2 separate regions of the Mus musculus genome follow, and region 2 is linked to region 1. A link is a contact called in public Hi-C data. All regions are on one chromosome and are shown on one strand. The core of a region is the stretch at or near the end of the contact, and the rest is flanking DNA. Distances in the headings are between cores, read along the strand shown. Region 1 overlaps Pknox1 (Pbx/knotted 1 homeobox). Region 2 holds the start of U2af1 (U2 small nuclear ribonucleoprotein auxiliary factor (U2AF) 1).

The links. Hi-C and Micro-C count contacts between places; a contact is called where the count stands out from the background.
Region 2: a contact with region 1 is called in a Hi-C map of liver, with 2.8 times the contacts expected there. The contact joins the promoter of U2af1 here to the enhancer-like site in region 1. A contact is called at or near these places in 9 of 39 promoter capture datasets (the 3T3-L1 cell line, 3T3-L1-derived adipocytes, the C10 cell line and 3 more), 17 of 484 Hi-C or Micro-C datasets (the AML12 cell line, the G1E-ER4 cell line, the HL-1 cell line and 8 more), 3 of 115 datasets of contacts at active chromatin or transcription factors (the HPC-7 cell line and embryonic stem cells) and 3 of 9 other capture datasets (adipose tissue, liver and pancreatic islet).

Annotation. Positions count from the first base shown.
Region 1 is chr17:31,607,381-31,613,393 of GRCm38.p6, forward strand. It overlaps Pknox1 (Pbx/knotted 1 homeobox), which reads left to right. Exons shown (of 11, transcript NM_016670.3): 11 at 1-313. Cbs (cystathionine beta-synthase) reads right to left here. Exons shown (of 17, transcript NM_144855.3): 17 at 5,243-5,913. The coding sequence ends at 5,810. Among named protein-coding and RNA genes, the nearest start is that of Cbs, 27 kb to the right of the region's middle. Within about 2 kb of position 2,696, at least 4 of the 459 cell types and tissues checked have an H3K27ac peak or open chromatin away from gene starts, as enhancers often do. A contact at or near this core is called in liver, where this site is marked.
Region 2 is chr17:31,654,634-31,660,437 of GRCm38.p6, forward strand. U2af1 (U2 small nuclear ribonucleoprotein auxiliary factor (U2AF) 1) reads right to left here and starts at 4,121. Exons shown (of 8, transcript NM_024187.4): 1 at 4,020-4,121; 2 at 346-433. The coding sequence starts at 4,063.

The DNA.
Region 1 (6,013 bases), core at 1,446-3,945:
CCTTGCGGCTAGGGCTGACGGGCCACTGTGTAGCCTGCTGGGTGGCCAGTGCACCTGTGGGGGCAGCGGGAGACTTGCTCCTCCCCCATGGCTGGCAGGGAAATGCCCATCCCAGAGGCCCCTCCCGCAGGTTGTGACTGGAACACAGCAGGCTGCCTTCTTCAGTTAAGTTCGGTCTTTGAAACTGACAATCTTTAAAATGTGAATACTGTAACAATATGTTTTCTTGGATTGTTGTCTTTAAAAGGATTTTTGTGAAGCAATTGATTTATCAAAGAAAAAAAAAATTAAAACCAGAAACATGCCTTGTGGACGATTGATTCTGTAAAGCTTGTGCCACCAAAGTGGACTTTGTCACTCCTAGGCAAGATCCTCAAGATTGCCACACACCTTGCAGTGACACCAGGGTGGGGAGTTGAGGCTACCCTAGCTGTTTGGCTTCAATTAGTTGACATTTTCTCAAGGAAAAAAAAAACTGCAAAGCAGATTTTTCATCGTAACATTTCATACACTGGATTATTTTGGCCTAACAAGAGAATGATTGATGGGTCCAGACCTGTCACCTTTGCTGGTCCCACACTGTAAAACCCCTTGCAAGGTGCCCCTGGACACGTGCAGGAGGTGTTGCAGGTCCCCAGTTTGTGCTTGGAACCGTGGACCAACAGGCTGTTTTCCTTCAGAAGTGTATCTAAGGGCCAGGGGTGATGCTCTCAGTTGGTATAGCGCTTGCCTGGCATGCACAGAACCCTGGGTTCAGTGGCCAGCACCCCATAATCCGGGCAATTGGGAGTAGAGGGTCAGAAAAGCAGAAGTCCAAGCTCAAAGTCGACTGCTTCCTAAGTCTGAGACAGGACAGACCATGTCTCAAAAGAACATCTGAAATTGACTTTGGGTGGCCAATGGCTGGAAGCATTTGACTTTCAGAAGGTGGAGATATGTGTCCTTGAACTCTGCTGTCCAAGGTGGATAGATAAGACCTTGGGCCACCAGTACCAGGCTCTCAAGGGTTTCCTTTGTGAGAAGGGAAAGTCTGGCTTACAGGTTTCACCAAGCTTGAAAATGATGTCTGTGGCTAACAAGACCCAACACGCCTATTTAGACAGAAACAAGCAGAGCAACGGTGGCCTAGCAGACACCACAGGTAGGTGACATGTTCAGATTAAAGCTTAGGGATTTGCATTTTGTTGATTTATACAGTGCTTAGCCCACAAGCCTTTCTATGAACTCAGAGGAAGCCCTGGTGTCATAGTTATATGTCTTTGTACAGTTAGAACTCTAGTCTTTGCTGTGTCCTATGAGCCCCACCCCCTTTTTCAGACCTAAATGTTGCCAGATATAGTGGCTCATGCTGATAATCCCAGTATCTAGGGTGCTGAGGCAGTGGAATTGCAGTTTCAAAAACAGCCTGGGCACATGGGACTGTGCCCAGTCGGGTATGGGGGTCCCTGGAATGAAGGTCCTTGAAGCTGGATGGGTAAGGATTCAGCGGTGACAAACAGAAACAAACACAGAGGCAGATGGAATCTGAGTGTATTCTGCAGCTCTCAAGCAGGGGATTTTATACATTAAAAAACCAAATGTTACATCTCTTAGAAGCTATAGCCAGTGAGACAATCACAAATACCAACAAAAGCCGGGCGGCGGTAGTGCACACCTTCAATCCCAGCACTTGGGAGGCAGAGACAGGCGGATTTCTGAGTTCGAGGCCAGCCTGATCTACAAAGTGAGTTCCAGGACAGCCAGGGCTACACAGAAAACCCTGTCTCGAAAAAACCAAAACCAAAACAAACAAACAAAAAAACCCAAATACCAACAAAAATCATTTGGCAGGGTAAAGCACAAAAATCATCCAAGCATTACAACTCTAAAACTATGTATTCAGTGAATCACAAACAGAACAGGTAACATCGTTATAAATCATCAAAATAGAACAATTCTAGAAGGATGTATTCAGTGGGGGTTGTCATCCAAGGCTAGTAGCATATTCCAAAAGCAGGTTAATAAATCTCTAACGGTCAGTGCTCTTAACCGCTGAACTAACTCTCCAGCCCCATGGTCAGTTATTATTTAACATCTAGTGCCTGATTTTTTTTTTTTAATAAATCTTCAATGTATAAATTTAAACTATTTTAATTCTTTCTTTTTTGTTGTTTTTGTTTTTCAAGGCAGGGTTTCTCTGTGTAGCCCTGGCTATCCTGGAACTCACTTTGTAAGACCAGGCTGGCCTCGAACTCAGAAATCCGCCTGCCTCTGCCTCCAGAGTGCTGGAATTAAAGGTGTGCGCCACCACACCCGGCTAATTCTTTCTAATCAAGGCTTTCTTTACTATATACCAAAATCCACTTCCAATGACACACATGTAGCCATATGAAATTTTATTGTTGGGAAAGTTTTTATCATAATAGTTTTATAAATGATTTAGAAAGCAAAGTGTTGGTTTCCCTGGGGACAAGGTCATGTTAGTGGCCCCATCTCTAGGGATGGTTTCTTATCCATTATTCTCGCTTAAGATCTTGGCCCAGGCTACCAGGAACATGTAAATAAGAAAAGGGATAAGAGAAAACAAAACAGATAGATTGCCATGAGAACTATGGCTCAATATATTTTTCTAGCAAAGAGTTCCACAACCGGTTCCAGGAGGCCTCCCCCTTTTTCAATCAATCGCCTTAGTCTGTGGAGCTTGTCACACAGATCCTACTGGAGGTGGTGTGGCAAGGTTAGTACATTTGGAGACTTTCCCAGGACTTTGATGGATTAGAACTGTGTTTTCATTTTGGTCCTGTCTACATGCTGGCTTTTATGTATGGCCGGAATGCTACTTCCATCATGAAGTCAGTTGTGCTAAGGTATGGGACTCAGTTATACTCTTCCCTCCCTGTCTTTTCCTGTCTGGCCTCCTGATGTTCTGGAGGTCTGGAGTGACCTGAGCTCAAGGAATCATCTGGTAAGTACTTGATAGGCTGTTTGATAGGCAAGCAGCAGTTTGTGGCATTATCTATACCAGGGTTGCCATTCTGTGTTCCCTTGTCTAAGCCACACTTGGCCATGTAAAAAATGGCAATGGTGACAAGTGAATCCTTTCATCCCTTTATACTTACACAGGTTTTAATTTTTTTAAAGATTTATTTCTTTATTTTATGTATATGAGTACACTGTAGCTGTACAGATGGTTGTAAGCCTTCATGTGGTTGCTGGGAATTAAATTCAGGACCTCTGTTTGCTCTGGCCCTGTTTGCTCCCGCCCAAAGATCTATTTATTTATCTAAATACACGGTAGCTGTCTTCAGACACACCAGAAGAGGACATCAGATCCCATTACAGATGGTTGTGAGCCATCATGTAGTTGCTAGGATTTGAACTCAGGACCTTTAGAAGAAGTCCGTACAGTTAACTTCTGAACCATCTCTCCAACCCCCTTAATCGGCTTTTAAAGATGTATTTGCTTATGTTTTATGTATCTGAGTGCTCTATTTGCCTGCATGACAGAAAAGAATATCAGAAGAGGGCATCAATCCCATTATAAATGGTTGTGAGCCACCATGTGAGAGTTGGGAATTGAACTCGGGTCCTCTGGAAGAGCAGCTAGTGCTCTTTAACTGCTAAGCCATCTCTCCAGTCCCAGTTTTTTTTGTTGTTGTTGTTGTTTTGTTTTTTTCGAGACAGGGTTTCTCTGTGTAGCCCTAGCTATCCTGGAACTCACTTTGTAGACCAGGCTGGCCTCGAACTCAGAAATCTGCCTGCCTCTGCCTCCTGAGTGCTGGGATTAAAGGCCTGCACCACCACAACTGGCCCCAGTTTTTAATAACTTTATGTATATGGGTATCTTGCCTGCCTATATGGTCTGATGCCCATGAAAGCCTCATATCCCCTGGAACTGGTGTTACAGATGGTTGTGAGCCATCACTGGCTGCTGGGAGTGGCCCTCTGGAAGAACACCGTTTCCCTATCCCCTTAAAAGACAGCTCTGATGACAGCAATGGCTTTTAGTTATTTCTTTGCCTTTGGTAGAACTGGGATAGGTACATATGAAATGGAGCTGGCTACCTAGGTCCTGAGACCCAGCTCACCCCGTAAGCCATTAGACCTAGTCACATATGGCTGGGACCTGCATGGAGCCTGGGACTGGTTGGATGCAGCAGCTCACTGCCAAAGTCTGGTGGTGGCAGGTCCTCTGCTTCTGTGGCACGTCCTTCTAATCTCCGACTGGCGTCAACCTTATGGGCTTGGTGCCTGCGTGTGTGTCTCTTGTATATGGAAATACCTGTTTTCCAGCTTACCATCCCATACTCCATCTTTCCTGTTCCTGTCTGCTGCATCCTCCCTGCCAACTCTCAACTAACACTGCTTATCTTCCTCGGAGCATGGGCTTTCATCCCCCACCCACTAATGTGGCAGTCAGAGGGAGACTTTGGGAGTCCGTTCTCTTCTACCATGTGGGTCCCAGGAATGAAACTCAGGTCGCCAGGCTTAGCAGCAAGTCTTTACCTGCTCAGCCATATCACTGGCCCGAGTACTTAAAAAAAAATGTTTATTTGAAACAAGTCTTGGCGTATAGCTCTAGTTAGCTTCAAGACTTGGCAGAGCTGCCTCAGCCTCCTGAGTCCTGGGATCATAGGTGTGTGTCACTGTGCATAGCCTCTCTCTTCTCTTAAATGCAGCAGTGGGTACCACTCCTAGCAAACATGGGTGTCCATGCCTTAGATGTGGTGATGGAGATGACACCAGAAGAAGAGAAATAGACAGGTTTGACCTCAGCAAAACTAAGTGAGGATAAGCTTGGCAGAGGTGGCCACAGGGAGGTTGAACCTATCCCGGGCTACATAGCAAGACCCTGAACCTGCGCACCAAAGCCAAGTCCCTCCTCTAAGTACAGAAACGAAGACAAGCCATGGGTGGAGCACATGGGAGATGATGTATAGTTGCTGGACAACAAACCCAAACCACAGGGCAGGGCAGGACCACAGGAAAGAGGGATAACCAAGGCTGGGGAAGACTGAGAATGGTGCCCAGAGGCACACAGGCAAGCATGTGAAACTGCAGCCCAGTGCGGCAAATGAACACAGGATTGCAGAGAACCCAACCTGGGCTACCCCCCCCCCGGGGGGTGGGGAGGGATGTGTTCAGGCATACATACACACAGAGAATAAGGACCATGCACACAATGGACTCGCTCAGTCATGGAAAGGAGCAAAACTGATACAGGCCGTAACAGGCAAACATGAGACACTCACACCAAGGGAAATAAGGTCGACACGACCACAGGTATGTGATTCCATTTATAGGAAGAGTCCAGAACAGGGAGATCCATTGAGACAGAAAGTGGGTGCTTGTCAGGGAAGGAGTGGGACGTGAGGAGTGGGCTAAGCAGGGTCATGGCCCAGGTGGTGACACTTTGTGCAGGCACTTCACAGCTGTGGGTCTCAGGTCACAGAAGCCCACCTTCATTTAAAACCCACACACTCCCATGCTAGGGCTAACCAGGTCCCTGAGGATGTCCACACAATCAGTCCAAGGTTTGCCCTTTCCCACGATGGAGCCCTCTGTGGGGAGGACGCTTTTTTGGGCACCCTGAGTCTTGTTGCTATTGTAGTCTGTGCCCATCCTTCCTGGCTAACATTCCTCAGTTCTGTGACACCAGAGGAAAGGCCCTGTAAGCTACTCGGGCATAGAGGATTCATTTAGGTAGCTGGGTGTTAGGAGGGGAGGGTGCTGGCCTCAGCAGCCACCTGCTGGACTTGGGTGAGGAAGCTGGTAGGTGTCTCTGAAAGCCAAGAAGCCCCAGCAAGGAGGATGGAAGCCAGTCCTGGCTCTATGTCTGGGTCTGCTCACGGGCTGCCACGAAGTTTAGCAGGTCAATGGCAGTGACAACCCCAAACACCATCTGCTGCTTGCTGGACATGCCATTGCTGCAGTCTAGGGAAAAGAAACAGCTGCTGGATTAAAGGGGACAAGGCAGGGACACAGAGCTGTTGACACCAAGAGACTCTTTCCCCAAACAAGAGCAAAATACCAG
Region 2 (5,804 bases), core at 2,871-5,370, 49 kb after region 1:
CATCTATGCCAGCACGCCTCACCCAGTGACTGCATCACTACTGCTCAGTGAGGAGAAATCCCTCTATATCCACTAATGTCTCTGTAAGGGAGAAGAAAGGGGCGGCAAACTCCAGCTTCAGCCAACACCCAACCATATTTTAAGAAACTTCTCTAAGGTCAAGGACATCAAGACTTCCCACTGGGTAGGTCCATCACCCTCTGTAACAAATGCAAAATAAAACCAGAGGGAAGATTTAACTTGCTGAGTGCATGAGAATGTTAATCGCTCCTGAAAGCACAAGAACTTTTGATAATTTGTGAAAAATAAAAAAAAAAAAAGCAAAAAACCCAGCAACACACAAACCTGGCTAAAGGTTGGTTTATTGTGCAACCGAGAACATCTGTCTCCATGACGACATGCTCCGATTTTGAAATAAAATGAACAGTTGACTCTGTAAAGGGAAAACAAGAACTGATTATTTCTGGCAAGATGTGGCAGAAACGCCATTAACTTGAAGCTACTTCTCAGCTACTTTCTTCCATGCTACAGAAGTCAGGCAGCTCTTGCAGGCAGTGTTAGAGGTCACCACTCTAGCTCCCACAGGATTTCTAATTCTTTTTTTTTTTTTAAAGATTTATTTATTTATTATATGTAAGTACACCGTAGCTGTCTTCAGACACTCCAGAAGAGGGCGTCAGATCTTGTTACAGATGGTTGTGAGCCACCATGTGGTTGCTGGGATTTGAACTTTCAGACCTTCAGAAGAGCAGTCGGGTGCTCTTACCCACTGAGCCATCACACTAGCCCAGGATTTCTAATTCTAACTTGCCTCCTGCTACCCCAAGCTCCTCCCCCACCCCGCCTTTTAATTCTGTGGGTCCTGGGTGCTGCAGGGGCACTGTTCCAAGGATGTGTTGCTTGCTCACAGGCTTGAGTGCTGTCACCACGTAAAGAAAACAGAAAACAAAGTCCAGGCTCTTTCCAACTCATGCACCAAACCAAGAGGAAATTTCCAAACTGCTCTGAAGCAAGCAGGTCTCTTGGCTTCACCTCAGTGCAAATGTGCTATGTGGACGGCTAGCCTGCTTCCCACATCACACATGAGCACTTCAGCTGCCACAAAGCTCTGCTCAGATACTCCAAGGAGCCACAAGCAACCAGAACCATCAGGTGCTGGGTTTTGGTTTCGTCTGAGCTTCTACTTGATGTAGCTTCCCTATGAAGATGTCAGCTGCAGAGGCAGGACTGCCGTCCCATAGATACTTTTAGTGAGAACCACATGTTTAAGTCCTGGCCCTGGAGTAAAGGCTGAAGGTCACATGGTGGACGACCATAAAGCCCAGGTATCCTCTGCTGATCAGACAGCAAGTCTGTGCGCTTATCTGCAAAGGAGAATGGGTTCCTTACTTTACATAACCTAACTTGATTAGGTAATGGGCAAACTTCTTGGCTGAAATACTCAAGGGTTCCACATAAAACAGCTCTCAAACCTGCACTCCCAGCAAACACTTGGCCTCAGCTGAGTGGCGGCAGCACACACACCATTACTCCCAGCACTTGGGAGGCAGAAGCAGGGGGATCTCTGAGTTTGATACCAGCCTGGTCTACAAAGAGCTCCAGGACAGCCAGGGCTATGCAGAGGTGATTTCTGTCAGACAAGCTTGGGTCTAGAGAACAAGTCACAGCTACATATTTGATTGGTAAAAACTCACTACTTAAAAAGCCCCAAAGTTACCCAGGCGGTGGTGGCGTACGCCTTTAATCCCAGCACTTGGGAGGCAGGCAGATCTCTGAGTTTGAGGCTAGCCTGGTCTACAGAGTGAGTTTCAGGAGAGCCAGGGATACAGAGAAACCCTGTCTGGAAAAAACAAAACAAAACAAAAAAGCCCCAAAGTTAATAGGTACCCATGTTCCTGTTTCAGCTAAAACCACATAAATAATCTCAGTTTGTTTTTTTTTTTGTTGCTGGGTTTTTTTTTTGTTTTTTTTTTTTTTTTTTGGTTTTTCGAGACAGGGTTTCTCTGTATAGCCCTGGCTGTCCTCGAACTCAGAAATCCGCCTACCTCTGCCTCTCGAATGCTGGGATTAAAGATGTGCGCCATCTCGCCTGGCTCTGTTTGTTGGTTTTTAAAATTGTGAATAGCTTGTTGAGATGGCCCTTCTCCACACAGACATGAGCACAGGGCCTGAGTGACTATGCTTCTGGTTTTGAAGTCCCAGCCTTTAGGCATCATCACAGGGAAACCTCTCATGTGAGAACTGGCATACACGTGTTCTAGCACATTTTCTCTGCAACCAGTTTAGAGAAGGTACTCTTCCATAACACCAAGCAAATTTGCATGTATTTTTGAGACAGAGTTGCTAGGTCCTGGAACTTTTTTTTTTTTTTTTTTTAAAGATTTTTTTTTCCCCCGAGACAGGGTTTCTCTGTATAGCTCTGGATGTCCTGGAACTCACTTTGTAGACCAGGCTGGCCTGGAACTCAGAAATCCGCCTGCTCTGCCTCCCAAGTGCTGGGATTAAAGGCGTGCGCCACCACTGCCCGGCTAAAGATTTTATTTAATGTATATGAGTACACTGTAGCTGTCTTCAGACACTCCAGAACCTTACATATGGTTTTGAGCCACCATGTGGTTGCTGGGAATTGAACTCTGGACCTCTGGAAGAGCAGTCCGTGCTCTTAACTGCTGAGCCATCACCAGTCCTGCTTCCTAGAACTTGTTATGTAGACCAGGCTGGAACTCAGAGATCCACCTACCTACCTCTGCCTCCAGAGTGCTGGTACTAAATGTACCACCACACCTGGCTTTTGAGTGTTGATTTAAAAGTACTTTAACGGCTTTACTTTAAATTACATATATGGGGAGGGGGAGGGGTGCCCGTGGCGGCCAGAGGCAATGGATCTCCCAAGATCTGGCACTACAGGTGGTTGTAGGACATCAGATTGCAATAAAGGGGATTCAGGGAACCACACTACTGGCCTCTTCAAGAGCAGTTCACACTCTGAACCACTGAGTCATCTCTCTAGTCCCTTTAATGTATTTTAGTCATCCTTAACACAAGGCACAACCTTCCTCCATGACTTCCTGAGAACCCAGACTTTATTCCAGCTGATTCTCCAAGACTGGTCTAGACCTAACATCCAATTAAATGTCTCTTGAGTGACTGCCGATTCAGGCATGAGACTTTTAGAAACATCCCCTCTTTCAAACACTGAAGACTGTATAAAGGTGCCTGATCGGACAGCCTCCATCCTGGAAAACAGAACATTTTAAGAGTGAGAATGTGGCACCAAAAACGTTATCTATTGCAAACGCTTACCACCGTGACTGACATCTGCATAAACCTTGTACAAGATTCAGAAACATAAAGATGGTGACTACTTACTGGAAGCAGATTAAGCCAGATACTTAAATCCTTAGGTTTTCAAAGTAGGAATTATCCTTGAAAGTGTCCGAAGACATTCCCCTTAACCTAAATTTCAGCCGACACGCGGAAATGAGTATGTGCCTCGCAGCACACGACCACAGGCGGGAATATTGCTATTCCTTTTCCTCTTACCCTAACAGTTGGCTACGGAAATGCAAACCTTAATTTAAAAAGAAAGGCGGGTCCGCCAACGCTTAGGCAGGCAGGAGGTTTATTCGGTCGAAACCGCTCCCAAAGGTCGGCCCCAGCACTGAATGCTAGAGAGGACGGGGCCACAGCACTTCCGACACGATAACTCAAAGCCTAAAGTTGCAAGAAACGTGTTACTTCGCCACAGAAGCCCCGGGCAGCAGTGGGAGCGCGGCGTGGGGCAGGGCCCCGCGTAGAACCCGGCATGGAGCGCCCGCGGTGGAGCTCGAGGCGCCGAGGCCCAGCCCGAGCCGCCCGCCAGTCCCGCCGCCCGGCCCACGAGGCGGCGGCGCCGAGCCGCGCGAGGTCTCCAGGCCCGAGCCAGCCGCCACGCCTGGACGTCACCGCCGCTTGCCTCGACCGGCACCCGCTGCCCGTCGCCTCCCCAGCCCAAGTCCCGGCAGGCCGGCCCTACTCACTTGTCTTTTTCGGTGCCGAAGATGGAGGCCAAGTATTCCGCCATTTTCGAGCGGACGACTCAGGCACGGCAGCCGACGCTGCCGACTACGCCGACGTCCCTCCGGAGACGTCACCCGACGCGACGACGCTCTCCCCACCCGTCGTAGCGACTCTGTCCAATTGGGAAAGGTGCTGCCAGCGCGGGGGCGGGACGAAGAGCATGAGGAGGCTCCGCCCCTACCCTGGCGCCTGCGCACTCCTTGGCGCCCGGGCGGGTCCCGCGCATTGCTTGCGGCTTAGGCTGTGGACAGCCGCTCCGCGCGTGCTCAGCACCGCTGTTTCCCGCTCCCGCCGCTGGGACCGCGCCCTCTCCCCTTGCTGGCCCTCCTGTCCCAGGCCTCCCACCAGTGCAGCTGTAGATAAGGGGCTCTGTCCGGCCTCCTGGAGGGCCTTAAACCACAGCATCCTCACAGTCACAAGGCTCACCTTCAAGTCACCAAATTTCCAGGCAGAGCCTAATCTCCGTTATCTCAGGCAGAGACCCAGGCTGCGGGGTCATCTTGGTTGGATGACTTTATCTGCTCTCTCTGGCTATAGAGCCACTTCCATCCGAGGACGAACCGTGGAAGAGGGTTGTGGGAAGCTGGGGTCTCCTCACAGGCTCTCACTAGTTAACCTGGTTACTGGAACCAGGATGAATGACCCGATCAGGTCCACCAGACCATTAGTTTGTTCATCCTTCTTTCTTCCCACACGCCCATTCACCCCTCACTAATTAAGCTACCCAACTATCCATGCCTCACCCATTCATCTTCCCCTGTCACATCTATTTATCTCTTATTTGGAGACATTAGAAGAATAAGCCCTGTGACACATATATAGACACAGGCTGCTACGATGTTTGTTTTATTGAGCGTGTTTTGTTTTTTGTTTCTCCATGGGATGGTCTTGTGTATGCATCAGGCTACATAGCTACTATGTACAGCTACAGATGACCTTGAACTTCTGATCCTTCTGAATCTCTTACCATCCTGAGTGCTAGGGTTACCAGTGTGTACTACCAAATAGGTTTATATGATGCTGTATGTTAAGCAAGCACTCTATCAACTGAATGACATCCCGAGCCTTGGTTGGTGTAATGTTTAAATCCACTTTTCTGAGTTATGGAGAAGAGGCTTCTGGGTATGTCTGTGAGGGCAGGGATAACCACTTCATACTTCGCCATGCATTGTATCACTGGGCTCTCTCTCCCTCAACTACAAGTAACTAATACAGCTGGTATAATATTGCTCCAGCTGACATGACAGAGAGTTTAAAAGAATACAGACCTGGTGACATCTATTCCTGTTGGTGGCCTTCTATGGCTCCCAAGGCTCTAAGTATACAGGCATCTTTCCACTTTTTGTTTTGTTTCTTTGTCTGGTTGGTTTTGTTTTCCAAGATAGGGTTTCTCTGTGTAGCCCTGGCTGTCCCGGAACTCACTTTGTAGACCAGGCTGGCCTTAAACTTACAGGGATCCACCCGCCTCTGGGTCCTGAGTGCTGAGCCTTCCTGGTGTGTACCAACACCACCTGGCTTCAAATGTAAAAAGTTTAAAAGGCAAGCTGGGAAGCAAGTGATAAAATACTGGTATTGATCTTGCACAGGCAGTGCCAAGATCTATCTATCTATCTATCTATCTATCTATCTATCTATCTATCAGTGAGTGATACGAGACCCCAATACTTCTCCAGTCATTTATCTTCCCTCTTCTTAAAGGATATAAAACTCAATGCACACCTTTTATCCCATGTTTGGAAGGCAGA